Regions from separate parts of the Mus musculus genome. Here all the other regions are linked to region 6. The links are chromatin contacts, called in public HiChIP or PLAC-seq and promoter capture Hi-C maps. All regions are on one chromosome and are shown on one strand. Each heading gives the region's core, a stretch centred on a gene start, on an enhancer-like site or on the middle of the called end of the contact. The rest is flanking DNA. Distances are from core to core; before and after follow the strand shown.

Region 1 (3,840 bases), core at 371-2,870, 820 kb before region 6:
CAATGAGGGCCCAGACAGAGGCTGCGAGGGGGAGACCTGGTCATCAGCAACTAAAAATAAGAACGCTTTACCATTGGCTGCTGCCACTTTGCAACAGGAGTTGGGACCCACTCACCAGGCAACACACGTAAAGACCCATACAGTCAAAAACTTTTCACATCGCGGGGTTCACGCTGGTCTGCGTTTTCTTTTGGGTTTGTTTCCTTAATTTGCTGACTTAAGAAAAAAAAAACCAACCTGATCTTGAGGCAGCCCCCCCCCCCAAAACACACCCTCCCACCTAGACACCTCAGTTTCCAAAGGCCCTCCACAGCCACACAGAATTGGCGAGAGATGGGGGTAAGGGAACCGGCCAGAAGCCAAAACACTCACCTGTCCAGCTGTGTCATAGAGTCCCAAGAGGTACTGCTTGCCCCCCACGGTGACGCTGACTGCAAGGACAGAAGTGGGGGGTGGGGAGAGAAGCTCACAGTGATCTGAGATCTAGCACTTTGGCTCCCCACAGTAACCTCCTTTCCCAAATACTGGGAAGCATGTGGGTGCTCCCCAGGAGACAACATTCCCCTTTTATCCGAGTCCACTTCACTGCCAAGTTGCATGAGATATAGGTGTAATGTGGCCCCTGCCATCCACTCCCCCCCCCCCCCAAACCCTGTAGCCACGTCTACTAGTGTTCCCAGATGTTTCCCCTACAGGGGTTTCGGGCAGTAAGGGAAGAGGCAGCTGGAAGGTCAAGAAGGGCGCTCAGGGGACTGAAAAGTGTGGGAGACGGGGCGAAGGGGGAGATAGGAATGGGGTGGGAGTTGCTGCGAGGGGTGGGGTGACCAGAGGCACAGCTTGGGGGGGGGGGTGAAGCCGCCAGGCAGAGGGCACGGCGGGGGAGGGGAGCACGCTCAGGGGAGGCAAGCCAGGGGGCTCAGCCAAAGTTGCTCCAAAGTTCCCAGCCGGGGATCAGCCCCTTAGTCAGCAGGGCAGAGGCGTACCTGCGTAGTGGTCGAAGACAGTGGGCACGTACTCCTCGGGGAAGGCGTCGTTGGCATAGCTCATGAGCAGGCACGTCTTGCCCACCGCCCCGTCGCCGACCACCACGCACTTCAGCATCAGCGCGCCGGGCCCGTGAGCCATGCTGCGGCCGGCCGGCCTCGGGGCATGGTCCCCCCGGAGCCCCCGCCCTGGCCCCGGGCTCAGCCCCAGCCCGCTTGGGGGGTCCGCCGTCGCCGCCGCTCGGCGCAGCAGGGCCGCCCTCCCGGCCCCATGCAGCGGTTCCCCTGACCGGAGGAGAAGGTGCGGCGGGCCCGGGGCGCAGCCGCCGCCGCTTCGATCTCTGCCCCGCTCCCCGCCCTGGCCCGGCTCGCCGCGCCCGCCTGCTGGCCCCGCCGCTCGGCGCCCGAACCCGCTCCCCGGCCCGGCCTCCCCAGGAGGATCCGCCGGATCATAAGACCGTCCGGCCCCAGGGGAGTCGGCAACTTTGGGGAGGGCGGCGGAGGGGAGGGGCCAGGCGGCTCTGCCCGCCCCGCGCCGCTCCGGCCCCCGCCCTCCTGGGCCGGTGAAGGGGGGTGGGGGAGGGCGGTCCGGGCGGCTCCGGAGTGCGGCGCGCCCCGCGCCCGCGCCCGCCGTGCGCTCCTGCCGCTCACCCAAGCTTGACTCCCTGGGAGTCGGGCGCGGAGGCCGAGGAGGAGGCGCCCTGTATCCGGGAGGATGGGGGCTGGGGGAGGGGCTCTTGGGCAGCCGCTAGGAAGGAGCCCAGGGCTCCTCGCGAAAGTGCGGCCAAAGCCCGGAAGCGTCCGCAGGCCCCGGTGCCCGGAGGAGACGTGAAGGCCTTTCGGGGAATCACGACGACTTCCACGGTGACGCAATTCTGCAACATTATACAGATGTGTATATTTAAATTCTGCCTGGAAGGCAGGAGCCATCTCGTCGGCCTGCAAGTGCTCCACGCAACTAGAAATCAGGAACAGCGGCCAAGAGGGTTATAAATATAATTAATAACAATAATTAGAAAGGTGTGCGGAGGCTGGGAGGGTGGTGGGTCTCGGAACTGGAAAACTGAGACTTCTGGCTTATTGCTTGCTCCTCAGCATCACTACCCCACGCTTTTCGCAGCACGAGCTTGAGTCATTTTCTATGAAATCGGTGACTAAGAGATGCAGCATATTGCACCCCCAACCAGCCACAAAGGGGCGAGCCCTTGTCAGGAGACCACAGATGTTATTTGTGCTCCCCCTGGAGGCGACATCGTCCGAGGCTTCCTTTCGCTTCCAAGCGTCTCTCCAAAAGTATTCAATTGTGATCCCTGAGGTATGATGTAGCCTCGCGCTCTGAGACTTGGCCAGTGATTCAGGACCAACCCTGCGCCTCTGTCTGGCAAGTCCGGAAACACTTGTCTGGCCAGGGCCAGTTAGTTGTGTGGCCGAGTGCTGCTTTAAATGTACGGTCTTGGTTCGAAGGCTCACTCTGCGCTGACTGACCCCACACCGCAGCCTACCCCCAAGCTTGCTGACAGGGAAGTCCTTTCCTCTCACCAATTCATAGTGGTAGAAAATGCTGTGTTGAGAGGTGCGTGGGTCACTCATACCCTTGCCCCCGGGATTTAGGTGGGGGAAACTGGGACCAGTGAAGTGGTTACCAAAAGGTTCCCTGTCACTCCCGGTGTTCAAGGGCCACCTGGGGAGATGCCTACTGTGATGCCCTCATTTCACTTCCACGAACCCTGGACGCCAGTTTTCAAGTCATAATCCTGATTTCAATTCGACCAGGAAGATTTCAAATAGTATTTAACGTTCCTTGTGAACGTAGGGGAACATCTCTCCATACCCTGTCCATTGCATTCGAGTGGAGGTACTTGCATTGACTACACTAATAAATCTGAAAGTTACTTCATACATTCTGAAAGGTTAGGAAAGGCACCACACTATCTTGAAGTCAGGTCTTGACACTTTCCCGTGAAGGAGAAGAGAGCAAGGTTTGCTGCTTGCATCACCATTAGCTCTGGCTGTGTTTGCGAAGACTAGTATTCTGAAAGGAGGAAATGTGGAAAGGTTAAAGAGCTGTAGGAGCCAGCTCTGCCGGAAAGCTGAACTTGGTCCAAGCACCACAAGTTAGTAGCATGGCTGGCTGCCTTTCTCTAGGCCTGTTTTCTGCTTTAAAAAAAAAAAAAAATGTGAGCTCATCTTACAGGGACCCCGGGTCCTGGATGGCTTGTGAGAAGCTCTGAGACTCTCAGAGTACACTCCGAGTTGGGGACTGATGTGGGATGAATCATGTGGTGGTGACTTCATTGGCGACAGTGACCTCATTCCCTTGGCCCACAGTGATGCCAGACAGACTGCCAAGAATATTAGAGCTCTGGGGACAGTCACACCTGGTGGATGTGGGGGCGGGGCGGGCCCACTCTAGAACACTGCCTTGACAGTCCATGCACTCTTCAACTGGAATAGTTAGACCTCTGCAAGACCCTCAGTTTCCCATGGGCAAAAAAGAGAATGCCCAAGTGGTAAAACAGAACAAAACCAAAAACAGTTCTCAAATGTCAAGGACTCGGGCACAGGAAACAACTTTGTTTCTGGGCATCCCAGAGGCCTCTGCTCTTTTCCTTTTGTTTGAACTGTGAACACTGAAACAGACACAGGTCTGTGTGAGAACAGTGAGCCCGTCTAGGCCGCCTTCTCTTTTTCCTCTACTCCTTCCTTCCTCCTCCTCATTCAATATTCCACTTAACAAGCATGAATTGAGGTCGACTAGAAGCCAGGCTTTCTTCCTGGGCAGGGGACATCGAGCTGGCAAGTCACAGTCACTAGAGGGGGAGCGGGAAGGAGCTGATGGGAAAACAGATAGTTGCTA
Region 2 (3,761 bases), core at 282-2,781, 710 kb before region 6:
TTGTTGATGGTATGTGAGCTGCTGAGTGAGACTGAGTCTATAAGCAGTCTTTCTCGATCTCTGTGTGTTAAGGTTTGGCTCTTAAACGTCAGAGAATTTCTTCCTTTTTATTCTCTAGGCATATTTGAGGTAGAGTGATATTTCTCAAATATTTTGGAGAATTTAATGCTAAAGATATCTAGGACTGAAGTTTTCCTAGTGGTAAAACTTTTATTTAAATTAAATTTGCTGGGACTGGATCGATGGCTCGGTGGCTAAGATCCTGTGGTGTTCTTGCAGGGGGCCAGAAGTCAGCTCCCAGAGCCACAGCAGGTCACTCAACCATCTGCAAAGTCTAGTCTCAGGAGATGTGACACTCTCTGTGGCCTCAGTGGGCACTGTGTGCATGCTGTACATTTAATCTCTCTCCCTCTCCCCCTCCCCCTCCCTCTCTCTCTCTCCCTCCCTCCCTCTCTCTCCCTTTCTCTCTCTCCCTCTCTCTCTCTCTCCCCCTCTTCCTCCCCCTCCCCCCTCTCTCTCCCTCTCCCTCCTCCTCCCCATCCCCCTCTCCTTCTCCCCATCTCTCTCTCCATACACACACACACACACACACATATAAATAAGTAAATAACAATTCATATAATTCTTCTTCTCCTGATTATTTTCAAAGAGACTATTTTACTTAATGTAGCAGCACCGTATTGATTATATTAACTTTAATTTTAATTTCTGTTATTAACTAGTGCTGGTTCTTGATAAAAAAAAATCTTGCTAGCTGCTTACCAATCTTATTGTTATATTTAAAGGACTGACTATGGCTTTGACGATTTTCTTGTTTCTGTGTTACAGCTGCAACTGAATTCTACCAGCTTTGAATTATTGTTCACATTAATACTTCAGAGATATTTCTATTTTGTTTGTTGTGTTTGCTTTTCTTCCTTTTTTCTTTTTTTTTGGGGGGGGGTGATGGAGTTCGAGACAGGGTTTCTCTGTATAGCCTTGGCTGTCTTGGCACTCACTCTGTAGACCTCTTGGCCTCGAACTCAGAAATCCGCCTGCCTCTATCTCCCGAGTGCTGGGATTAAAGGCGTGTGCCACCACGCCAGGCTCTGTGTTTGCGTTTCTTGAGATACTCTTACTCCACAACCCAGGCTGGCCTGGTACTCCTGGCAATCTTTCTGCCTCCTCCTCCTCCTCGTCCTCCTCCCCCTCCTCGTCCTCCTCCTCCTCTTCCTCCCCCCCTTTCCCCCTCCCCCTCCCTGCTGACATTACAGATGTGAGCCACTCTCTCTGCCTGGTTAGGAATGTCCCTGTTTGCTTACTTAGTTATTCTCTGGTGGTGCTGAGGGCTGAAACTAGGCATATTGAGGAGGCACCCCACCATTTAGCTCTTTCTCCTGCTCTCCCTGGCTCCCCACCCCCTGCTTCTCTCTCTCCTCCCTGTCTTCTTTCTTACAATCCATGAGTTATTTCAATTCCGTACTTAGTGATTCATAAACTTACATGTGGTTATTGATTTGTGTCATCGTTTCTCTGTGGCCGGGAAGTATATTCTGAGTCATTTTAAACCTTTGAAATGTGTTACGGCTTGCTTAGAGCTGGTATTGTGGCCTTAGGAAATTACCTTATGCCTCTCAAAATGCCTAGTTTGTAGTTATTGGGTAAAGTATATTTCAATGCACTCTTGTTTCTTAGTTAAGAACTTTTTAACCTATTTTTTTCAAGGTCATATTTAGATAAACAACCAAGTTCAAGACCAGCATGGGCTACAGGAGACCCTGACTCAAGATTTTTTTTCTTTCTTTTTTCTTTTATTTTTATTTTTTATTGGATATTTTCTTTATTTATATTTGAAATGTTTTCCCCTTTCTAGGTCTCCCCTTTGGAAACCCTCTATCCCATCCCTCCTCCCCCTGCCTCTATGAGGGTGCTCTCCCACGCACTCCCATCTTCCTGCTCTGGCATTCCCCTACCCTGGGGCATCAAGCACCCTCAGGCCCAAAGGCCTCTCCTCCAACTGACGTCCAACAAGGCCATACTCTGCCACATATGTGGCCAGTGCTATGGGTTGCTCCATGAGGATTCTTTGGTTGGTGGTGCAGTTCCTGGGAGCTCTTGGGGGCTTGGGGCGGGGGGGGGGGTCTGGCATGTTCACATTGTTGCTCCCTCCATGGGGCTGCAAACCCCCTCAGCTCCTTCAATCCCTTCTCCAACTCCTTCCTCCATTGGGGACCCCTGCGCTCAGTCCAATGGTTGGCTGCAAGCATCCACCTCTGTATTTGTCAGGTTCTGGCAGAGCCTCTCAGGAGACAGCCATATCAGGCTTCCATCAGCAAGCACTACCCAGCATCCACAATATCGTCCTGGTTTGGTGACTGTATATGGGATGGATCCCCAGGTGGGGCAGTCTCTGGATGGCCTTTCCTACAGTCTCTGCTCCACTTTTTTTTTTTTTTTTGTCTCCATATTTCCTCCTGTGAGTATTTTGTTTCCCCTTCTAAGAGGCCCTGAAGCATCCAAATTTTGGTCTTCCTTCTTCTTGGGCTTCATATGGTCTGTGAATTGAATCTTGGGTTTTCTGAACTTTTGGGATAATGTCCACTTATAAAGTTAATACATACTATGTGTGTTCTTTTATGACTGAGTTACCTCATTCAGAATGATATTTTCATGTTTCATCCATTTGCCTGCAAGTCTCATGAAGTCATTGTTTTTAATAGCTGAGTAGTACTCCATTGTGTAAATGTACCACATTTTCTGAATCCATTCCTCTGTTTAGGGAGATTTGGGTTGTATCCAGATACTGGCTACTATAAATATGGCTGCTATGAACATAGTGGAGCATGTGTCCTTATTACATGTTGGAGCATCTTCTGGGTATACACCCAGGAGTGATACAGTTGGGTCCTCAGGTAGTACTATGTCCAATTTTCTGAGGAACCACCAGACTGATTTCCAGAGGATTGTATCAGCTTGCAATCCCACCAGTAATGGAGGAGTGTTCCTCTTTCTCCACATCCTCACCAGCATCTGTTGTCACCTGAGTTTTTGATCTTAACCATTCTGACTGGTGTGAGGTGGAATCTCATCGTGGTTTTGATTTGCATTTCCCTGATGACTAAGGATGTTGAATGTTTCTTTAGGTGCTTCTCAGTCATTCAAGTTTCCTCAGTTGAGAATTCTCTGTTTAGATCTGTTCCCCATTTTTAATAGGGTTATTTGGTTCTCTGGAGTCTAACTTCTTGAGTTCTTTGTATATATTGGATATTAGCCCTCTATCAGATGTGAGATTGGTAAAGATCTTTTCCCAATCTGTTGGTTGCTGTTTCGTCCTATTGACAGTGTTCTTTGCCTTAGAGAAGCTTTGCAGTTTTGAGGTCCCACTTGTTGATTCTTGATCTTAGAGCATAAGCCATTAGTGTTCTGTTCAGGAACTTTTTTCCTGTGCCCATGTGTTTGAGACTTTTCCCCCACTTTCTCTTCTATTGGATTCAGTGTATCTAATTTTATGTGGAGGTCCTTGATCCACTTGGACTTGAGCTTTGTACAGGGAGATAAAATGGATCAATTTGCATTCTTCTACATGTTGATCACCAGTTGAACCAGCACCATTTGTTGAAAGTGCTGTCTTTTTTTCCACTGGATGGTTTTAGCTCCTTTGTCAAAGATCAAGTGACCATAGGTGTGTGGGTTCATTTCTGGGTCTTCAATTCTATTCTATTGATTGACCTGCCTGTCTCTGTACCAATACCATGCAGTTTTTATCCCTACTGCTCTGTAGT
Region 3 (3,796 bases), core at 912-3,411, 610 kb before region 6:
GTGGCCGCTGTTGTGGATAATTTGTAGTGTCATTATGCAACGTTCTTCTAGGCTCTGACTATACTCCCTGCCAGCCCTCGGCAAAGAGTCTCTGCAAGCTGGGTATGGAAATAGCTTTCCCCACTGATCCCTGACTCTCCCAAGGATTGATAGACCTAAGAGCAAGATGACACTTGACACTGATTACTGTCAGGTCTCATCTCGGACAAACGCGACAGTCACCCATAGACAAGGCAGTAATAAAGTGTTCAATAAGTGCTCCTGGCTACTCTGCTGTCCAACTTCGCGGTTTTGATGGTTTGTGATTACCCTCTGGCTGGTTTTACAGTTTGAGCTAGAATCTTAGTCTTTTTTTTTCTCTCTCTCTCTCTTGCTTCTCCTTCTCTACCCTCAAAGTACACAGAACCTCAGAGTTGTTTGGTGGGCGATAATGGGGAATCTAGAACCGGACTCAATACCTTCCCCCTCTAGAGATCCGCCAGCGCAGGGCGCGGGCGCCGGGCCAGGACGGGTGCGATTCGCTGGAGTTTATCAACTCCTTATCGGTGCCCTGAGGTGGGAGCTGCAGCTTTCGACCAGAGGATACACAGTTCCTGGCTCATGTCCCTAAGTGGAAGCCCAAACAAAAAGCCCGTTTGCTCGGGGCTGGGTCCTCACCGCCAGTCTTTTCCAGTCTGGCCACGGATCTCTGGCAGCTCGCGCCATTCTGCGGTCACGCGTACCATTCCGGACACCCCAGCTAAGTCGCCACGGAGCGCAGTGCTGGAAGCTCTAACCCACGGCACGCACCGATCGAAACAGGAGCAAAGTGCCAGGCGGCCAGCTATAAACTTTTGCAGGCGACGAGAATGTACCCAGGTCTGCGGCGGGGTCACAGTGTGTTCCCACCTCAGCTCCTAGAGCTGGGTGTCAAGTCACCAGATGCGGGGCGGATTGAAGGAGGCTCGAGGGCAGCGCGAGTTGCCCCGAGTTGCCTCTCACCCAGTGCCGAAAGGTTCGCGAGGACAAACCTTCGTGGCTGCCCTTCGTCTTAAGAATCAGACACTCGGAGCCGCCGGGTGTCACGGTCTTCTCTCTGCACACTAGAGCACCTGCCCCCGCAGGGCAATCCAGGTCACTCACTCCCCACTCTCTGCCGGAGTCTAGGTGTAGGGTAAGGTTAAGGGGGTTGAACAAACTTGGGTGCCGTCTGGAGCAGGACCCTTGACAGTGTTCCGGCTTCTCGGTCAGGGCGCACCCCAGAGTTGCGCTTTGCCCTCTGTTCCATGCTAGTTTGGGGCGCAAAGCCCGCATAGGAACGCTCTCGGAAAGACCTAGAGGGTCTTAGGAAAAGAAAGGCGTGTCTACTGCTCCAGCATGGAAACCCTAAGAGTCGAGGGCATCAGCCCAGAAACATTTCAAAACACTCGCTAGGGAAGCTTGGTGCTCCAGGGACGACAGACTTTGGAAGGCGCCGCGGAAGCACCCCTGACCTCCAGGGCCATCTCTCCGTGTCTCAAGGTCTCGGAACTATCCGCTTTGCAACTCTACTGCGACACCGCAGCTCCTTGTCCCTAAAGGCATCACCGACTCGCTTACTCAAAGCCCCTCAACAGCGGTCCTCCAGCCTCCGAGAACTCTCGCACCCCTCTCCCGACTGCCCCGGGTCGCGCCCGCCACGCGCAGTTCCGCCAATGCCTGGGACCAAGTCGGTCGCCAGCTTTGACTCCCGCTTACCTTTTTTTCTCCTTGTCAGCTGTCATTGTCGCCGTGGCCCTCCGAGACCCGGAGCACCTGGGTTCCTTAACCCCGTAGGGGCTGCAGCCGCTCTCTTTGCTGTGGCCCTCCGCAGCTCTCTGTCGCCCGGGCAGGTGTGAAAGGTCTTTAGTGCTCGCAGGTCCGAGAGTCCCGCTCAATCAGGTGGAAGTTTGCAGAGGGCTGGCTAGGTGCGGAGGAGGAGGAGGGAGGAGGGGGGTGACGGGGAGGAACCTGCAGGAGGAGGCGGGGCCGGGGAAAGGAGTGGGAGGAGGTTGTAAGACGCCAAAAGAGAGAGAGAGCAGCGACAAGGGACCTGGAGTTCCGTTTAGCCCCGAACAGGAGTCACTTTTCTGGGATCTGACAAATCAAAACCAACCAACCAAAAAAGAAAAAGAAAAAAAGAAAAAGAAAAAAAGAAAAAAAAATGGCTCGAAGAGAGCAAGTTGGAAAAAAATCCGGGGGCAAGCGAGTGCGGCCGCTGAGATGACCATACAGTCTCAGGACACTGCCGAGGATTGTACGGCCGCCTCAGGAGAGCTGGAGCGGAGCGCTGCGGACTCCGGAGCTGTACACCGGCCGCTCTCGAATGTCCGGCCTCCTCGGCTGTCAGCCCACTTTAAAAACTCGGACGGCCCGCCCGCGGGAGGGCGCGAGGGGCGCGGGAGTGGGACATCGGGCTGGGGGCGGGCCGGGGGCGGGGCTCCAGAGAAGCCCCGCCCCGCACGCTGGCTGCCTGCCCCGACTTCCCACCGTGTCCCGGCCAATAGGGAGGCGCGGCCACAGCCTCTGCCCTGACCCCGTCCCTCCCCTTTCTCTGGAGCTGCGCTCCTCGGGCGCCCGCCTGCCCTTCCTCCTCCTTCCGCAGAACTGCGACTTGTTTTTGAGGTCGCTGGTGGCGAGTAACTATATGGGACTCCAAATGGAAGCGCAGTTAGCGCAGGACTGAGTAATGGCGGGGATCTGCTACCCAAGTTCGGAGTATGCCTTTGCGCCAGTGTCCTTTCAGCCTCACTTTTCCCCTAAGAGCTAGGCTAGGGCAGGAGCGCTGGGTCGGAGATCGCGAGCGCAGCTAGGGCGTGCAGCGAGCGCCCAGCCAACCCCCCCCCCCCCCGCTTCCGGGTGCTGCTATAGTCCCCTAAACCATCCACTTGGCTCCCTTCGGCCGGCGGTAATGATCCCCAGGACCCTGTCGGCTCTTGTTCTTGTCTGCCTTGGAGGTGCGCTCTCTTTGGCCAAACTGACCTTGACTTCTGAGTCCCGAGTGGCAGAAAGTTGTGGGAGAAACTGGGACAAAAATGATCTAGGGTTGCTCCTGCCTGTGTCTTCCTCAACCGGTTTGTGGGTTTTGAGGTGCTCGTGGTAGACTGTTAGGTTTAAGTGTATGCCTGAGAGGAGAGCCTTGGAGCTCCCTCAGGCCTCTGCCCGCTCTCAATACCCCAGTATCACCGTGGGCTCCCCAGAGAGTTCCTGAGTGTGATGTTGGGATGTGTTGATAGCGTGTTCCCAAATCACTGGATGTGCTCTTCCGGGGTTCGAAGGATACAGCCAACTGCAGGACGTGGTGTTATGAAGTCTCCTCTTCCCTAGGCAGTCAGAGGGTTCTTTGGCCTTTCCACCTGTGAGATGCCCACTCCTGCTTTGATCTTAGACACTTTCCCATTTCCTACTTCTGCAGGAAAATCTCCAGAAGGAAGAAGGGCAGCCATGGATTTTTGAAGGCTAGGGAAAGAGCCAACGGGCTCCATAGTTGTGAATTGCGGAGAAAGCACGGTCCCTCAAATTGGGCTGCCCTGGTATCTAAAGTTTGTGCTTCCCGAACTATTCTTAAACACAAGTTTCCTAGTAAAATTATAACCAGAGACTGTGTGTGTGACTGTGTCTTGGGGTGGGGGCGATTTTTAAGTTTGTTTAAGCATGAAGAAGGTGGATACTTTTTGAAAGTCTTGGGGAGGTATCTGAAAGAATGAGTGCTTGAGCACTTGGAAATCAGTTGACACACCTGAGGGTGATTTCAAAGACCAGACCCTTTTCACTCTTGGAGGCTGGTGGATGATTTCCT
Region 4 (3,941 bases), core at 1,307-3,806, 730 kb before region 6:
GGGAGAGGGACCTTTAGCCTCTCGTGGACACCATTTCAACTCTCAGGGTTTTTTCCTTCCTACATCAATGTGCATTTGAGTGCATCTTTTGGAGAGTTGTGACCCTAGCACATCCATTTCCTTCACTTTGTCTTGGCCTTTTTACATAGGCATCTTACGGGTTTATATGCTTCTTGTTGGAGGCTGTGATGTCATGCATCAGCTGTTTGGAGCAGAAGGACTCATCCCTCATACACAGGGGAAGCTGATTCTTATTTTCTACTAGAAACAGGATTGCCATCTTAAATCCACTGCTTTTATGAGAGGAGGTATTTGAGTAGGAATTAGAAAGAAGTACGGGAAATGAAAACCAAGCAACGGACTCTAACATGGGAGGGTGAGACTTGAAACCTCCAACATGGGAGGGTAAGACTTGAAACTTCCACTACCCTGTGGCTCTCAATGGACTTTGAGATGAGTTGATGGACTCCTGGATCCCTTGAGGTTTGTTTGTCCCTAGTTTGGGAAAGGCCCATCCAGAGCCTCTGAAGAAAATTTCATTCTTTGTACACAGGAGAAAAGAGTGCTTACCAAGCACACTCCAATTAGAAAGACACAGTGGCTTGCTCATTTTTCAGAGAGATAATTGGCTTATCCCAACTTGAAAAGAAAATGACCTCTAGTATATCTAAAAGATGTTACATCGACCAAGTGTCTCCTGCCTGATCACAGTGGGGTGACTTATGACTGGGCAAGGAGGCACATAAAAGGTGACTTTAAGCCAAAGTGTGGGCCTCCCTGTCCCTGAAGATCTGTGGGAAAGTGGAGGCAAAAGTCACATCGTCACAGGATCCAGCTGACAAACTCACAGCCTCAGTAAGGTATGGTGAATAGCATTTGCTGAATTTAGAGCCAACGTGGCAAAATGTCTGTGGGCCCCTTGTCTTACTGCTTCCATTCTTTGGGGACTCCTGGTAGACAGCATGGGGCCTGATGGCCTAGCACCGTTTCTGAGTTAGGAGGGCCACTGCTCCCGTGAGCTGCTGCGTTTGAAGGCTCTGATGTGGCAATCCTCTTCCTTTCTAGGTGCTTACTCTGGGAGGCCTGTAGAGTAATATCAAGCAAGCCCATGCGTGTCCCTGTGCATCCTGCTGCTGTCCATCAGGCAGCTGCTGTGCTGACTTTGCCTGACCCGCCACACCACACTTTTGTTTTTTTTTTTTTTTGTTTTTTACTCCTCACCAGACAGGCCTGCCATACTGGTTAGTACTCTCCATGCATGATCCAATTTGTTAATATCCCGTGGTGACATTTCTAAGATCAAACTGCCGAGAAATCCCATTTACGGGCTCAGCGGGCAGAGGGGGCCTCCTCCTGGTCTCCTTTATTCTTTATGAAAGTAAAGAATAAATAAAAAGCCAAGAAATTGACACACCAAATCAACACAACTATGGTCACCCACTGGTTTTCTGATGACAGAGCCACTTACTTGCCTGGTTCACTAGGAGACAAAAGTAGGGACTCCATAAACAGGACCAGAGAGAAAGGTGGGCTAAATTTGTTTTCTCCAGCATAGAAAATAAGCCCTCCATATCTGCTGTTCCAGATGTTGGAGCTCCACAGTTCCTAGAAGTCACTTCTACTGTCCTCTAGAAAATCTGGTACCCAAACAGGTCACATGATATGCCCAGGGTCAAACAAAAATGAGTGTCCTGAGCTAGAACTCAGAGCTTTAGCATTCTCTCCCTTTCTCTTCCTCTTTGGTCTCAGCCCCTGCGGATCCAGGCCTTGGTGTATCTAAGCATGACTCTTACCTGAGAGCTTCATTTTGAGAACACAAACATCCAACTTTAACAATCCTTGGCACTTTTTTTTTCTTTCTCATGAGAATCTTCTGCCCTGTGGTTTGTGGAGGAAGCTGACTAGCAATCTAGGTGACGTGGTTGCTATCAACAGAGAACAGCGGCCGTTAAGATAACACATGAGTCTAAATATGTCAGCAGGTGCAAATGTTGTCTTGTCCTACAAGGGGTACAGGAAATGTATTCACTTAATAGTGCAAGTCATAGATAGGTCACAGAGATAGCATAGTATCAGGGGGTCAAAGCAGACAGGGTGTGGTTTCTGTAGACAGATAGTTTGTCACAGGTTAGGGGAATATAAATGTCCATCTCTGGAAAATGCCTGAGTAGTCCCATGGGCACCTATAGAATGGTTCATGCACGGAAGCACACGTCTCTGCAGCAATCAAGGGCTAACTACTTTAATTTTATTCTCTGATCCGCGCACTGCTTCTAAATCATTTCTTAGACATGCTAATTTATTCATTTCCCCCTAAGCATTCACCCATTTATTTTATGCATCCATTCAGAAACTCATCCGATTAACTCTGAGTGCCCTCTTTGTGTTCAAAATGTTCTCTTTCCTTTCCGAATCCTACTCTAGATTCTGTAAGAGCCTCCTGAGATCCGTGTCCGGTGAGAGTGCCGTTGCTGTCTATTACACCCTGTAGAACCCTTCTGCCCCTGTCTGCTTTGGGCACGTAAGGCAGCAGGCATTGGCAGCTGACCTTACTGACTGGGTAAGCAAACAAGACACATGTTCAGTAATTTTCAGCCAGCTAAGTTCCTGTGCATCGTCTCACCGTTATCCTCATTGCAAAATCGAGAAAACAAGGCTCAGAGAGATTAAGAAACCTGCTTGTTAGCAGCGTGTGTGTGACCGTGTAGGGCTTAGGCTTGTCTATCTGCCTCTACACCTGCCTTTTCTCTTTCTGCACGCCATTCCTGCTTATTCCTTTTATTCTCTTTCTTTGTTGGATCTCATACTGTTGACTAGTTACTGCAGCCTCTGCTATTGAATTGTTCATGGCTCCATAAAAACATCTAGAAACCATCAAGAGAATAGGAACTCATTGGGTTCAATTATGGACATTTGAAAAAGCACCTATTTTTTGGGCTGAGCGCAGGAGAAGTTTGAGAAAGAAGACGGAATAGACATCATCACCCTAAAGCAGCTCACTAGTGTTCAGCTACCACATCATGTCTCTCCTGCCCTACAATAGAGAAGCCAATGTCTGGGCTAGGCTTGGGTAGAGGAGACTATGATCCAAACAGCCTAAGTAGACAGGTCAGCTTGGTAAATTGAGTACCTCCCCTGGCTCCAACCTGGCTCCAAGTTGCTCTTTATGGAATTTAGTTTTATATGCTGGCCATATTTTTTAAAATTTTTATCATGTGACCTCTGGTGGTCTGTACCATGAATCTAATAAATTATTTTTACTCTTTCGGTTCAGAATTATACCATTAACTTAAGAGTCTCCCTCTGACAGTGGGTGTCGGTTTTATCTAACTGCATAGATAATCATATTGTCTATGGAGAAAAATGGTTTCATGTTTTCATTTCTTGTCTTACTGTAGTGGCAAGTACTTCCAGCATGATAGTAAAGTAGACTGACAAGAGCAAATTAAATATTTTAATGTTGTTCCTAATTTCTTTCTCTGTGTAGCATCATTAAATATGACATTATCTTCAGGGTTTTTTGTTGATGTTCTCAATAAAGTTGATGAAGTTCCCTTCCATTTTTAGTTTACTAAGAGTTTTTGCAGTGAATTGGTGTTGGCTTTGTTTTGTTTTGTTTTGTTTTGCTTTGTTTTTTGGTTGAGTAGGTTGTGGGTTGATTTTTTTCTGTATCAATTAATGTGAACTTAAGACTTCTTTTTAACTTCCTTTTAAAATTGTGTGTGTGTGTGTGTGTGTGTGTGTGTGTGTGTGTGTGTGTGTAGGGAGCGGGTGGATGTGAGATGCCCAGTGTGAATGCTGTGAACCAAACCCGGGTCTTCTGGAGAAGCAGTGCGTGTTCTTAACTGTTGTGCCGTGTCTCTCTCCCCTTCATTAGCTTCTTGATGTGTTTGTAGTTGGTTTACATCATTTGCTTTTTCAAATGTTGAGCCTTGGATAAA
Region 5 (3,839 bases), core at 372-2,871, 530 kb after region 6:
CTCTGTCTTCAAAATCAACTCCACTCTTTGTTCCCCCACCCCCCAGACTTCAGCTGTCTCCCACAGTGGTAGACTAGCAACAGGAGGCCAGAAACCTAGGGACTCTGGACCTAGGGGAGGATGCCCACTTTTCCTACCATGGGTACAACCCCTGTCATGCCCAACATCCCCCAAAAGATACAGAAACTTTAGAGGCCACCCTGAGTAAGCGCCCAAGGCCTGAAAGCTCATAATGTAAATAACTACAATACATAATTAAAGCCAAAATTCTCCATACATAAAGCAATATCATAACCCTGAAACAGACTCCCCTTGTCCAAAGAACTCAGAGTGTCTTTCCTGCCTGCGGCTACCACAGCCTCTGGGCCAGGCCCGGGCATTTATTTATTCTTAGGTATGTTGCTTGTGAGAAGTTGTAATCTGCATCTTGAGGCCGGCCTCCCTTTGTGAGGCTTCTGTAACTATGGAAGTGTGATTTACGCAGATTTGTCCGGGTCAGAGACATCTTTCCCTACGCACTGTGTATATTTAGACAGGATTCGGACTGGTGTTAAAAAGTGTATATGTTGAATGGATTCACACACAGTAGCTAACAATGCCCACATTGTCGGCCCATGTACAACGCGTATTGAAACGCAGCGCCCAGACTTCAACTAATCTGCCCTCAATAAAGCTGAAATAATTATCCTAAGCTGCCTTTCCAGAAGAAAAATCATTGAGGAATTCAAAACTTTTTTTAAAAAGATCTTTTCTACATTCCGATGCAGATCTGGGGGCGCGGCGCCGGGTACACACCACTCAGGAGAGCTCAATGAGGGAGAAGTGGAAAAAAAGAAGTTGTGGGAGAATTTAAACGTGAACCCAACTGGAGGCTGGAGCCAAAATGGTCGCAGGCCCTAAATCTCAAGCTCGGATCTTTCTTAGGCCTTGATCCGACAGTGCCAGGTTTTAAAGGGCCGAGGAGTGCAAACTCGGTTTGAGGGTGACACCGAATGTTTGGGTTAGGCTAGGGGACTATACTGGCTCTTTAGCAGGGGGCAGCTCAGGGGCCTAAACTCGCTGACCAGGGCAGAATAATGTTCACCCTAAAAGGTAGATCCGTCGAGCCCCACTTTTGGCGGTCTCTCTCTCTCTCCAAACATCTTCATCTGCACCAGGAGTGCTTTTCCGCTCAACTGCAAGGCTCTGGGCGGTCGCTCTTTGCGGGCCCAGAAAGAGCCCAAAGGTTGGGACACAAAAACAGACACTTCATCTTTTCTTCCGGACCCCTTTCTCTTGTAGGGGGAAGGATTATAGACTGAAAGGTGGGAGGGAGAAGGGGCAGGAGGAGGAAGCAGGGGGAGGAAGGAATGAAAAGGGGGAGGGGAGTGGGTATTGTGCCGCGTGTGGAGGGGGAGAATTCCTACGGGTGGGTTTCCGAATATTGTGTTCAACTTTTTGAAAGCAGCTCGTGACCCCGAAACTGCATCCCCCGGAGCCGGGGACCCAGGCGCCAGGCGGGCGGGTGAACCCGGCCAGTCCCTCCCAATCCCCGCAACCCCCCGCCTCCGAGTGGGGGGGATCCAGGCCTGGAGGGAGGCTGGGCAGGTGCCGAGGGCTGTGCCGACAGCGCTGAAATCGAAAACCCTCGCCACTCATGAAGAACTGAGGCAAAAGGATCACAGATGCTGCTCGGGGCCAGCCCTATACTCCCTCCAGTGCCTGGTCTCCGGTGGACCCGCGGGGCTCTGCAGTTCTCTGGCGGCCGCGCCTTGTAAGCGCTAAGCCGGGAGGAGGGCGCAGGCAGGGCGCACAGCTCTGAGCGCGACCCTACCCGGCTCGGGCCCGCAGCAACCCCGACTGTCCGAGAGCCTCTCCCCAAGCAAGGCTCTGCGCCGCCCTCTGAGCCCACCTCCTGGCCACAACGCTGCCTGCGCTTCTCCAGCCCAGGCCGGAAGCCCTATGCTGCCTCCCGAAGCCGGTAAGTTGAGAGTCCTGAAAGCTGAGCAGGGAGGCGGGGCGGGTGGTTCCTGATGCGTTTTGTAGGACTGGATCCCGCCGAGGCTCCGCAGGGTCTTGATCTAAAAGGTTTGGGTGTGTGCATTTTTGGAGAGGGTGTCTGTGAACCTCTGGAGTCTCCCCAAAATCCCATTCGCTGAGCATTGGTGAGAGGAGCTGGTGCAAAGGACCCAGGCTGCTTTGCTCCCTGATCTGGGGTGGGTAAAGCGAGGGCTCGGAATGGAGCCCAGGGCACTTCCAGAGTGGGTGGGATGCTGAGCACCGCCTGCACTCCGATACTCTCAGAGCCACAAAACCCTAGGGGATTGGCTTGTAGGGCCTCTAGATCTCTTCTCTCTCTCTCTCTCTCTCTCTCTCTCTCTCTCTCTCTCTCTCTCCTCTCAGACTCAAGGACTGGGGACTTGGTGGATCTATGGCATTGGTACCCACAGAGGTCACCTGCACAGATAAATCTGTCGCCACCCTTCAACCCTGGCCTACCGGATCTGCGGGGAGAAATGCAGCATTTGAATTGGGGAGTGTTCAGTCCTGCTCTGCGGGGCATTTATTTACAAATATCAGCTGCAACCCAGCCTTGATAACGTCTCATACAGTCAGAGGACTTTGCGGGAAGCACACTTCCTCCTTGTTTGGGGCTACAGGGAAAGCCCAGGAAAGCGAGTCCCAGAAGGCCTGGGACAGCTACACCCAGTTCACCCATGCTCAACCCGGAACAGCCGACCCAAACGGTCAGGAAGGTTTGTCCTGGGGGCAACGCCTCTTCCGGGCTCTAGGACATTGGAAGACAGAGAGATTGCTGGGTAGCGGGTGGTCTGGGCCTCCCCGCAAGCTGCAAACGAAGGAGCTTGGAGCAGACCGCCAGGGAGGGCGCAGGGGAGCGCAGTACTCAGGCGGAGAGGCCCCGAAGCCCTTCAGGGACTCCGATTACTTTCCTTTGAACAACAACAACAACAACAACAAAAACAACAACAACAACTGCTCCCTCCCCCTTATATCCCCTCCCTTTTTTAGCCTCCGGGCACCAGGCTTCCACGTAATTGTCCTTCTGGACAGTAAACACAGCTCAGTTGCCTCAACTTTCCTGGTGCATAAAAGTTCCCGGCGTGAGGGGAAATTTGAATATTTGATCAGCCCCTTTGAGTGACCCTCATTAGCCTGGCGCCCTGCTAAGGCCCCACCATTGCAAAAAAGCTGCTGGGCCCGGCATTTGTACGCCTTGTTAGCGCTGCTTAATGAAGCCGCCCCGACGGCTCAAAGGCGGCCTCTGGGGCCGGCAGCGCGCACCTCTCGGCACCCCGCTCTGCCTAATGAGCCCCGCCGCCCGCTAAAGGCCCTTCCACCCCCCACATCCTCAAACAAGAGGGGTTTGGCTCCGTCTAGGACCTGAACACCTCCCACCACCGGGCCCAGGAGGGTGGGCACAAACCCAGTCTAGCTGGCTACACGGTGATCTAGCCCCTGGAGAAAGAAGCCAGCTACTTGGAGTATGCAAGCTAAAAATGGTTGTGTGAGTGGGAAAGTAGGGAAGTGGATTTTACAGCCACTAGGTCTAGCTCACCCGTGGGTACCACGAACTTTCCCCCACAGGGCCAGCTGTAAATCAATTAACCAGCCCAGCTCCTTAAAGGTGCATCTGGACTAGTGTTAGAACGTCAGAAGGGCTGGTACACAGGGGAGGGTCAGCTTTCCACTCCCCCCTCAAATTCCTTTGCTCTGGTCTCCCCAGGAGGCCTGGCACTTCTCCCCAGGTGGCCTCACACTTTCTGGAAGGTCAACCTTCCAGGCAACTAGAACTCTAGGCCTGTATTTGAGAAAGGATGGGCAGGTTCAGTTCACACCCC
Region 6 (3,894 bases), core at 219-2,718:
TTTCTCTAGTTTAAAACCTTATTCTTATGTTGTTTCTGTGAGTTTCGTGGGGCTGATAAAAATGATAGCAAGGAAAGAGATAAGTAATTTTTAATTTCCTCTGGGAACTGATTTAGAGATGTAAATGGAAAGAATTTCTGGAGAATGATTTATAGATTTAAAAACTGGAATGATTGGGGGAAGGGGGAAGGTAGGATTCAGGTTATCACAGCGGGTTTAAGATTTGACTTTTCCAAACTCAGAAAGCAGCATGGGAGTTTTCTGCGGTTTGGGGTATCCAATTTGATTTTCTATTCACTATGAGCTGACTGTGCAACAGCTTAGGCATTTGATGTGACCAAAAGAGACAAAACAAAAAGTAAACAAAAACCTGTCTCCTTGTGGACAAGGGTTATTTAAGCCTAATTTAATCAAAAGGTAGAGGCTATTTTTGGGTCAGAAGACAACTTTCTGGGAGTTGGTTCTCTTTACACGGGCTCCCGGGGTCCAACCTGGTTTATCATCTTGACAAGTATGAGTGCTTTATCAGCTCTGAACAAGGAAAACCCAGCACTGCATGTAAAGGAAACTGTGCCTAGGCTCGTTTACCAGGATTGTGCTCACTGCACTTTTCGGGACTCTGAATATGAGATGGGGCAAGGTTTCTGATTCTCCGGGAGAGCTGCATTTTCTCGAGTTAATGACCCAGTGACTATTATTTTCAGTGTTCTGGGTATCTTAACAGTTGGAGATGGGACCCAGGGAAACCCGGTTCAAAGGCAAAAAGCAATTTGCATAAATCTTCTTGGAAGTATCTAAGAGGCCTCGGCTTCCAAATGGATCTGCTTGGCAGTCTATCAAACTGCCTGAGACTGGAGGAAGAGGCTGATGACTCTAGCTAATGTCTCTCGTTAAGTAAGGTTCCCATGGGATGAATAAGGACTTAGCCAAGGCGGAAAACTTCAGACACTTTCACAGCGTGGTAGGGTGGAGGGAGAAAGAAAAAGAAAAGGGACGAGCTAGGTTTTGTGGCCTAAAAATACAACGCAGCGGGGGCAACGTGGCGAACTCAGACTGAGCTGGGCTACAGAGTAAGTCTTTTTCAAAAAACAAAACAACAAAAAACAATCCAAAACACAAAATGAAAGGATGGGTGAAAAGGGTGTAAAGTAGTCCAAGAGAGGTCTGTCAGAAAAGTGGAAATATAGAGGCGGACGCATATTTGCCAAATCTCTGCCCCTCCCCTAGGGTAGCGACAAACACAAATTCCCTGTGGACCAGAGGAGCAGTCTCTCTCCTCGCCGCCCCGCCCCCGCCCCCGCCCCCGCCCCCGCCCCCGCCCCGCCCCCGCCCCGCCCCCGCCCCTGGACCGCACCGGCTCAAGCCCCGCCTCGCCCTGGCCCCTGTCCTACCCCGCCCCGCCCCGCCCCGGTAGTGTGGCTCCAGTAAAGTAAGGCGGGACTTCCGGCGTTTGAAAAACTTCCGGCGGGAACCGGAAGATTCCTCAGCAGAACTCTCTTCTCCAGATTCGCCAAGCCCGAAGGTGAGCTTTGTGTCCACCGTAGCGGCAATGCTTCCGGGCCGGCCGTTTTCGCTTTTCGGCCGCGGTATTTATGAGTGCTCGTGTGGGAAAGAATTTTTTTTAAATGAAGATTTTCTGTCTTTTAGCACCAGCGGTCTGTCACACAGTCTACACTGTACATTCTCAGCACTGTCACCATAGCGCGTCCTCTGAACCGGCTGGTAGCGCGCATGGCAGGCGTGAGAAAGCCAGGGCCACTTTGTTTGTTTGTTTGTTTGTTTGTTTTCACCCCGAAGAATCGGAGCTGAGGGAGGAATCGCTGTCAGTCGTGGCGCGCCGGGATCACGCGCCTTCCTCAGAGGTGCCCTGGGCACAGAGGAGGCGACCGAGCCATGGAGGGAAAGGATGACTGAGAACTCTGAGCAACTTTCCTCAGTCTTCCTTCCCACGTGGCAGCTTGACGTTCTCCTGTGCCCAGGGAGGCGCAGGGCGGCGCAGGACGAGCCTTGGTACCCGTGGCTCTCAGTTGTAGGACTTTGCCTCACACCTCTATCGTTGGAGCAAACCGTTCCATCCCATGGAGTCTCAAGATTCTCATTCATAAAAACACAGCAGGGTTCTCTCGTAGCGAAGGCTAGCTGCTGTCCTCCTGCTAGATGGCTTGTTGTTCTTTGTTTTGTTTTATCTCTTGAGGGTCTGTGGACATGTGAAGCATCTTTTTTAAAATCCCCTCAGGGAAACATTTAGATGCCTTAAGAGTTGTCTCTTTTTTTCTCCAAGAACAGTGGCTCTCCACTGTGGGTTGAACAATAATCCTTTCACTGGGGTCGAATATCAGATACCCTACATATCAGATATTTACGATTCACAGCAGTAGCAAAATTACAGTTATGAAGCAGCAGCGAAAATAATTATGTGGTTGGGGTCATCACAACGTGAGGAATTGTTTTAAAGAGACTCAGCATTAGGAAGGTTGAGAACTACTACCCTAGAAGTTTAAATGCTGTTTCCCCCTTTTAAATATTGGTGCGCACCAGTATTTTTGTGGGTTGGGTGCATCTTAACATGTGGGCTAGGTCACCTAGAAAGATCCTTTTGTGACAGAGTATACCCAACCCCAGATCCCTCAACCTTGGTCCTAAAAATTTTAGCACTCACTTTTCTTGTCCACGTGTCCTTTCTTTTCATTCATTTTTTGTTCTGTTTGTCTGTCTGTCCTTTCTTCCTTCCTAACTTTAAAAAAAAATGGAGACTGAAGGATAAATTGACTTGATCTCAAATGCTTGGGACTTACTTAATAACATGTTAATGTTTTCACTGTGGGTTTTGAGTCATGGCTAGGGACAGTTGCATGTTCTACTCTTGTTCAATGCACTGAAGACAACCCGCCTTTGCTTTCTGTAGAACTTTCCAACTGGCTTTTTTGTAGTTTAAATCTTTCTTAGAACATGGGTTTGCTCCCAAGGAAGGCCTGTGGTTAAATCACTTCAGAGGAGCAGCTAGTTGTCTCTCTTCCGTTTACAGAGTGAAGGCAAGTTTTCCCCTGACCTGGTTTGAATTAGCACTGTGTCAAACACCAACTTCTTATTTATTTACTTAATTATCTATACATAGGATCTTACTATGTAGACCGACCTGGCTGGAACTCTTAGAGATCCTCCTGCCTCTGCCTCCCTAATGCTAGGGTTAAAGAAAGGTGTGCCACATTTCCTATTCAGCCCTTTTTTTTTACATTTTATTTTTATAATGGCAAACTGTTCATATGAAGTCATATTTTCCTGTTCTCATAACCTGTCCTGTCCTGTCTGCTGCTAAGAGACTGTTCTGCTGGCCTTTTGTTTCCTTCTCCACACAGTCTCCCTCAGTTTTGCACTCACAGGACAGAGATACTGGGACATCAGGCTCCTCTTTGTGACAACTGCTTAAGTATTTCTGTGAAGTATTACCTCCTTTTATAAGTGTGTTAGAGCCAAGGTTTACAATATTCCTCTGGTCCAGAGACTTGTTCTGAACATGCTAGTCTAATGCATTTTTTATTGTTTTGACATTCTCTAGGTAATAAATGTTATCAGTTTAGTAGACTTACTTTTTTGTTATATTATGTGATTCCTCTTGTCATTTGTCTTATATTTTTTAACTGCTGAGCCTTTGACTATGGTAAATATTTTTAGTGGCATAGTGGCTAATCATTGATATTGCGAGAGGATGTCTGCTTTGCTTTAGGAGTATAGATTATTCCTAAGTCACTAAGTTGATTGGCATTTGATTGACTCCTAACTTTGTGAAGACACTTTAATGTTATGAAAAGATGTGGAAGAGAGAAAATTTCTTATATTTGAGAAATAGTACAACAGATATCTTTATAATCTGTTGACTGGCAGGATCACTATAAA

Evidence for each region. Promoter capture Hi-C pulls out the DNA fragments that hold promoters and counts their contacts. HiChIP or PLAC-seq counts read pairs in DNA pulled down with a chosen protein or histone mark.
Region 1: a contact with region 6 is called in an H3K4me3 HiChIP or PLAC-seq map of embryonic basal ganglia, with 5 times the contacts expected there. The contact joins the promoter of Rhoq here to the promoter of Srbd1 in region 6. A contact is called at or near these places in 2 of 39 promoter capture datasets (both in embryonic stem cells), 2 of 484 Hi-C or Micro-C datasets (B cells and CD4 T cells), 14 of 115 datasets of contacts at active chromatin or transcription factors (the 230-238 cell line, astrocytes, bone marrow-derived macrophages and 8 more) and 1 of 9 other capture datasets (liver).
Region 2: an HNF4G HiChIP or PLAC-seq map of pancreatic cancer cells shows a contact between it and region 6. The contact joins the enhancer-like site here to the promoter of Srbd1 in region 6. A contact is called at or near these places in 1 of 484 Hi-C or Micro-C datasets (cortical neurons) and 4 of 115 datasets of contacts at active chromatin or transcription factors (astrocytes, embryonic basal ganglia, embryonic stem cells and 1 more).
Region 3: an H3K4me3 HiChIP or PLAC-seq map of embryonic stem cells shows a contact between it and region 6, with 14 read pairs. The contact joins the promoter of Epas1 here to the promoter of Srbd1 in region 6. A contact is called at or near these places in 2 of 39 promoter capture datasets (embryonic stem cells and pre-B cells), 4 of 484 Hi-C or Micro-C datasets (embryonic stem cells, myocytes and stem cell-derived neural progenitor cells) and 8 of 115 datasets of contacts at active chromatin or transcription factors (astrocytes, bone marrow-derived macrophages, cardiomyocytes and 3 more).
Region 4: an H3K27ac HiChIP or PLAC-seq map of T-cell acute lymphoblastic leukemia shows a contact between it and region 6, with 4 times the contacts expected there. The contact joins the enhancer-like site here to the promoter of Srbd1 in region 6. A contact is called at or near these places in 2 of 39 promoter capture datasets (cranial neural crest and embryonic stem cells), 1 of 484 Hi-C or Micro-C datasets (the HL-1 cell line), 9 of 115 datasets of contacts at active chromatin or transcription factors (T-cell acute lymphoblastic leukemia, bone marrow-derived macrophages, embryonic basal ganglia and 5 more) and 1 of 9 other capture datasets (embryonic stem cells).
Region 5: a contact with region 6 is called in a promoter capture Hi-C map of embryonic stem cells, with 2.1 times the contacts expected there. The contact joins the promoter of Six3os1 here to the promoter of Srbd1 in region 6. A contact is called at or near these places in 1 of 39 promoter capture datasets (embryonic stem cells) and 1 of 115 datasets of contacts at active chromatin or transcription factors (embryonic limb bud).

What each region holds. Positions count from the first base shown.
Region 1 is chr17:86,960,891-86,964,730 of GRCm38.p6, reverse strand. It overlaps Rhoq (ras homolog family member Q), which reads right to left and starts at 1,620. Exons shown (of 5, transcript NM_145491.2): 1 at 984-1,620; 2 at 373-431. The coding sequence starts at 1,125. LOC115488765 (hapless 2-like) reads right to left here. Exons shown (of 3, transcript XM_030250169.1): 3 at 1,185-1,858. The coding sequence ends at 1,185.
Region 2 is chr17:86,848,636-86,852,396 of GRCm38.p6, reverse strand. No RefSeq gene overlaps it. Among named protein-coding and RNA genes, the nearest start is that of Tmem247, 67 kb to the left of the region's middle. Within about 2 kb of position 1,531, at least 15 of the 459 cell types and tissues checked have an H3K27ac peak or open chromatin away from gene starts, as enhancers often do. A contact at or near this core is called in pancreatic cancer cells, where this site is marked.
Region 3 is chr17:86,752,229-86,756,024 of GRCm38.p6, reverse strand. Epas1 (endothelial PAS domain protein 1) reads right to left here and starts at 2,161. Exons shown (of 16, transcript NM_010137.3): 1 at 1,717-2,161. The coding sequence starts at 1,742.
Region 4 is chr17:86,878,671-86,882,611 of GRCm38.p6, reverse strand. No RefSeq gene overlaps it. Among named protein-coding and RNA genes, the nearest start is that of Tmem247, 37 kb to the left of the region's middle. Within about 2 kb of position 2,556, at least 31 of the 459 cell types and tissues checked have an H3K27ac peak or open chromatin away from gene starts, as enhancers often do. A contact at or near this core is called in T-cell acute lymphoblastic leukemia, where this site is marked.
Region 5 is chr17:85,616,178-85,620,016 of GRCm38.p6, reverse strand. Six3os1 (SIX homeobox 3, opposite strand 1) reads left to right here and starts at 1,621. Exons shown (of 4, transcript NR_038085.1): 1 at 1,621-1,960. It also overlaps a transcript of Six3 not described here.
Region 6 is chr17:86,142,749-86,146,642 of GRCm38.p6, reverse strand. Srbd1 (S1 RNA binding domain 1) reads left to right here and starts at 1,468. Exons shown (of 21, transcript NM_030133.3): 1 at 1,468-1,522.